Linked DNA regions of Capra hircus: region 2 is linked to region 1. The links are chromatin contacts, called in public Hi-C maps. All regions are on one chromosome and are shown on one strand. Each heading gives the region's core, a stretch centred on a gene start, on an enhancer-like site or on the middle of the called end of the contact. The rest is flanking DNA. Distances are from core to core; before and after follow the strand shown.

Evidence for each region. Hi-C and Micro-C count contacts between places; a contact is called where the count stands out from the background.
Region 2: a Hi-C map of blood shows a contact between it and region 1, with 1.9 times the contacts expected there. The contact joins the enhancer-like site here to the promoter of XYLB in region 1. A contact is called at or near these places in 3 of 5 Hi-C or Micro-C datasets (all in blood).

Annotation. Positions count from the first base shown.
Region 1 is chr22:11,648,811-11,651,506 of ARS1.2, reverse strand. XYLB (xylulose kinase) reads right to left here and starts at 1,397. Exons shown (of 19, transcript XM_018067179.1): 1 at 1,265-1,397; 2 at 1-62. The coding sequence starts at 1,321.
Region 2 is chr22:11,721,397-11,724,092 of ARS1.2, reverse strand. ACVR2B (activin A receptor type 2B) reads right to left here. Exons shown (of 11, transcript NM_001314169.1): 5 at 2,689-2,696; 6 at 2,041-2,184; 7 at 1,574-1,722; 8 at 1-15. Among named protein-coding and RNA genes, the nearest start is that of EXOG, 17 kb to the left of the region's middle. Within about 2 kb of position 1,347, at least 2 of the 5 cell types and tissues checked have an H3K27ac peak or open chromatin away from gene starts, as enhancers often do.

The DNA of each region.
Region 1 (2,696 bases), core at 148-2,647:
TCAAACTGCACACTGTCCTCATAGAAGACACTCAGCTCTGCATCAACAGCAACAACTTTTACCTGGAAGGTAAAATAGTAAAAATAATGGATAGACTTTTCCTCAGCTTCTATACTGGTCCGGGGATATGAACATCATCAGGTGAAGACCAGCCCCCTAGAAGTGGTTCAGCCTGGAGACCTCCTTGAGGCTGCGGTGCATCCTTGCATCGTGGCAATTATCTGGGTAAGAGGCCTCATCTGACGACATATCCAAAGACTTAGTAAAATGAAGAAGTGGAGGGGCTAAACAGAAACACCCCGAAACACTCGGAATTTCTGCCCTCCCAAACAGCCAAAGCCAAAATCCTCTAGAAGTAGATGTTCATAGATGAGCTGGTTCCTATGGCAGGCAAGAAGGTCTGAGAAAGTCCTAGAGGAGAAGGAATGGGAGGCAGGGTTTGGAGATGTCTCTGGGGTGTCCACGCCTGCAGGGCTCTAAGAGACGAGGCAAGGTCCCCGGTTTGTTCCCAAAGGCCATGATCAAGGACCAGAGATACATGTCCCAGTGGAGCAGATTCCAAACTCCAGGGTACAACTCCTTTACTGGACAGATGCAGAAACAGGCCTAGCAAGACAACCTGACTTATCCAAGGTCCCCCCCAGGAGTTTCTGGTCAGGGATAGACCACAGCCTTGCTCCCCTGACCCATCTGTGGAGAGGGGTTTGTCTTTAACTGCGACCATGTCCTAAGTTAAGGAGAAGGAGCCCCTTGATACCCCAAACTGGAAAGCAAATCTTGACTCTCCTTGCCTGAGTGCCTGACTCAGGGAGCAGCACAGTCAGGCACGTTGACCTGGGCACGCTGGTGCCATCCAAGGGCTGTCACAGGCGGAACAAAGTTCAGGTGTACATCGTGCCCATTTCACTTAAAAAAAAAAAAAGGTTCAAGCGGTGATCTGGTTCCCGGTCACTGGCTCCGCCTGCGTGTCTCCCCGTCTGTCTGGCCCTCTCTGTTTAAAGCAGCCGAGTTCCTTCGGGTCCCTGGCAACCTGTGCTCAAGACGGCGCGCGAGCCTTTGAGGTTCCCGGGCATCTCCCCGCCGCGTGCCCGCGGATCCCTTGAAGGAGTCGGGGTGGAGGGCCCCCTCTCTGGGAGAGCCGGGGTACAGGCCTGGCGGAGGTGCCGGGTCCCCGGGGAAGCCCGAGAGAGAAGCGCTCGCAGCGCGGCCCAGGGTTCCGGGCGCCGGGGTCCCCGCCAGCCCGCCCCGGGGCCCGCGCCGATACCTGCTGCGTGCTGAAGTCCCAGCCCAGGCAGCAGCGGCGAGCGGCGCGCTCGGCCATGGCCGCGGAGGATCCGGCGGCGCGCGGTTCCGTCAGTCCTTCCCGCGGCCGGACTGTCGCCGCGCTCCAACGCGCAGACACGCCGGGCCCGCCCCTCGCCCCGCCCGGCCGAACTCCCGGACCCGGGGCCCCCGCCGCCTTGCGCTCTGGCGCCACCTGCGGGCGAGCGAGGTGGGGACGCGCCGCTGCTCGGCATCAGGTGCTTTTCTCACCTGGGCGACCGGCAGCTCCCTCCCTCCAACCCCACCTCGCCCGCCTCCATCCAAATGGGCTCCCTGCGCAGACCCGGCCTTATCGCGGCCTGCCTTCCCCTGGAGGACGCCTGGACCAGAGGATTCATCCTTAGGCCGGCTTGTTCCCACCCGTCTCTCTGAGAGCCCGGGGCCTGGGACCTTCAAGTTCGTCTCTCTCAGGTACTGGAGCCCTGTCCACTCATGGTGCTGCGTTAGGGGGCACAGGGCAATGGACCCAGGGACTGAATCCGCGCTGTCGGCAGTAAAAGCGAAGAGCCCCAATCCCTGGACCACCAGGAAACTCCCTAGGCATTAGTTTTGAAGTACTTTTTAAAATTCAGCACTGTTTTTACAGTTTACTCATAGTTATATGTATTCTCTGGTTCCCAAACTGTGCACCCAGGTGCTCTGGGAAGGTGCAGGGAACCCACAGGGGTGCAGTGGGGTAGTTTTACTTTTGGAGGGAAAGACGGGCATACTCATCTCAACCTTTGTCAGTCTCTAAGGGCACTGGTGAGTGGTTGACTGTTGACTGCTGGGCAGTCAACGGTTCTTACACTGGATTTGCTAGATTCTTTTCTAGGATAAGGCATATCTTTGCAAACCTGTGTCATAGTGATCAGCAAATCGCGGTGATTAAGCAGTCATGGTGATAAACAAGCACTGCAGGAAAATTAAAGTGCAAAACTAAGGGCAGCGGTTTTCAGTCTGATCCTAATCTTTCAAGAGTTGTGCAACACCCAACAGGCACACACATCCCCTTAGTGAATAATTATGCTTGTTTAAGAAGGAAATGAAATCATTTTCTCTCCCTACTTATATGCACTAATTTCTTTGAAGAGCTTTTAAGTTGTTAGGACACAGGTATATATGAAGCCGTTTGGGTCTAACTATTGATCCTTACTAAACAGAACCATTAATCTCTTCTTTTGGCCAAGAAGCACGTGACAAAACTCAGATTCTGAAGGATGCCATGAAGTGCACAGTGTGTGGGAACCCCTCATCTGCTTGGTTGCTTGTAACAGTTCTTTTGTGTTCATTAGTGTACTGACCCCAGGTTTTGCTGCTCAAGCTGCCCCTGAGGGACACTGGGGTGGACTCCAGTTCCCCACTGTTGCAAGTAGCACAGGTTGAAACCTCCT
Region 2 (2,696 bases), core at 98-2,597, 73 kb before region 1:
TTGCTCTTAAAGTCCCTGTGGAGACGGTGGACTGAGATGGAGCCGAACCTGTGATCCAATCGGCCCTGCTCCTGCCTTCCCACCTGGACTCCCAGAGCCCTAAGCCGGGGCCCATCCCACCCTGTGGGGAGCGGGGTCTGCACCAGGTTGGAGTTCCACGAAGCCACCCAGGCGGGCAGCTTTAGTACACCCCGCTCCGTCAGTGTGAGAATCCCTAACTGCACTCCGACCAGAGCTGTCAGAGCAACGACAACCCCTGTCCAGTCCCCAGCATCAAAGGCTGGCTCTCACATTCTCAGAGGGTTTGAGGAGGGGCACTGCAGCTGGGGGATGTGAGTTTCCTGGCAAGAATTTACACCATTTGGGATGTGAATGAGAAGAGAAGTTTCAATGCATTTGCCTGATTCTGAGCAGGCCCCAGAGCAGAGGTCCCCAGCCTCACGATCTAATGCCTGATGATCTGAGGTGGAGCTAATACAGTAATAATAAAAATAAAGTGCACTGTAAATGTAACATGTTTAAATCAACCTGAAACCACCCTCACCCCAGTCTGTAGAAAAACTACTGTCTTCCACAAAACTGGTCCCTGCTGCCAAAAAGGTTGGGGACCGCTGCCCCAGAGGTTTGAGCTGCTCTGGAGGTGGCACAGTGGGCGCTGGGGTTGCACTCAGCTCTGCCTTTCCCTAGCAGGTCCTCAACTTCCACATGCCTGTCTCAGCCTTCCTCTGAGGACTCAACTGATGGACAAATGCTTAGAGCCACCCCTGGCACGCTTCCTATGCACTGTCGTTAGCCTGGACCCGATGGAAGAGTCAGCATTCAACCGAGTCTGCCCTACAAAAATGGTAATTTCCTACAGTCAATGCCCTGTGTCATTCATATTGCTCCCACTGGGGCCCTGCAGCTTTGAGGCTCCCTCACAGTCAGAGAACCACACTAAGCTGTCATCTCATCTGTGCTGCTGTCCCTTCCCCTGTAAGAAGGGCTGGGAAAAACAGTACTTATCTCACAGAGCAGTTAGGAGGCTTAAATGACTTGGCATTTCGGAGTGTCTAGAGTGGTGCCTGCCACTGCGATGAGGAGGTAACACAGACCAGCTCTCAAAGCACCATCCCAGGACTCCAGAGAATCCCCGAGACTGTTTCCGGGGATCTGTGAGGTCAACATTCCTTTCATAATAATCCATTATTCGCCTTTCTTAAAGCTCATTCTCCCAGGACTACAGAGTTTTCCAGAGGCTACATACTCACGCTGTCACTCTGACAGTTAACAGGATACGTATGCTGTAACACAGCAAGGATCAATGCACAGAACTCCAACCAGGGACAGAATCAGCACTTCCCTCTGTGGCCACTGGAGGGCACCAGAGAACCAGCCTGCAAGACCACAGCCAGCGCAGACAAGGGCAGAAGGCAGGGGAAGGGCCAGGGTTACCCCTGACACACCAGAGCGGCTAAGCATGTTTATGAAACTGAGACCGGCCCCGCCACGCTCCCCGGGCCCTGCTCTCAACCTCCAACCCTCTCTGTGGCTCCAGGTCGAGAGAAGAGAGGGCAACTGCTAACCCAGGTACCTGTGGGCAATAGACGGCTTGTGGCCCTCGCCCCGGCACCAGGGCACATCCTCGTGTAGGTATGAGAGGCCTCTAGACATCGTCTCCGCCACGTGACACAGCTCGTTCCAGGTGATGATGTTCCCCTTGAGGTAATCCGTGAGGGAGCCCTACAGGAGACGGCACAGGCTCTGGGCACGCGGGCAGGATCCAGCCCTGCCCCTGGAGGGCCGCACCCGTGGGTCAGATGGCTGAGTGCCCCACCGGGAGGCTGGCACCGACGAGGCCAGGAGGGGCTGGGAGGCGGGTGGTGTCAGACAGTGAGGATCATGACGTCACTACTCCTGTTTGCAAGAACTGATCCCAGGGAGAGGGGTTCTTCCTGCAGACCCTCGTGTCCACACCCGTGGAAGGGGACCTCAGGGGAAGGCCACAGTGGGGCCCACGGTCACCTCCCGCGGGAGCAGGGTTCACGGGGCGAGGCTCACCTTGTCGTGGAAGGCTGTGATGAGCCACAGCTCCGCCTCCAGGCTGGAGCCTCGCTTCTCAGCGGCAATGAACTGCAGCAGGTTCTCGTGCTTCATGCCAGGCGTGCTGAAGATCTCCCGCTCACTCTGCCACGACTGCTTGTCCTGAAGCAGGGAGGCGCAGCTGAACCCCACCGCAGCCACGCCACCTGGCAGCTTCCCACCCGCTCCCAACCTCCTCTGTCAGGGGCAGGGCAGGACTCAGCTGGGCCGGGGACCACAGGCCAGCGGTGAGCCCTGAGATCACTGAGCCCAGCACCTGGTTTACGACAGAGGGCACTGAGGCCCAGAGTGACAGAAAGGAGCGGCCCAGGACCACCCAACCAACGAGAAGCAGAGTGTCCTGGGCAATGGCTCCGTCAGCCTGGTGTCCAGGGCCTCTAAGCAGAACCTGATGTCAAAGCAAAACCCTAAAAACCAGGGTGGACTGAGGCTCTGCAAATCAGGGTTTCGAAAGCCCTACCCTAGGCCCACAATAAACGCTGCCACCCGCAATGGGGCCCATTCTTCTCTCACCCCGCGTGCACAGGGTATGGACTGCTCTTGGGCAGGAGGGCTCAGGCCCCAGCCCGATGACCTGGAGACCACGCCCCACAGGCAGACACACACCTGGAGTG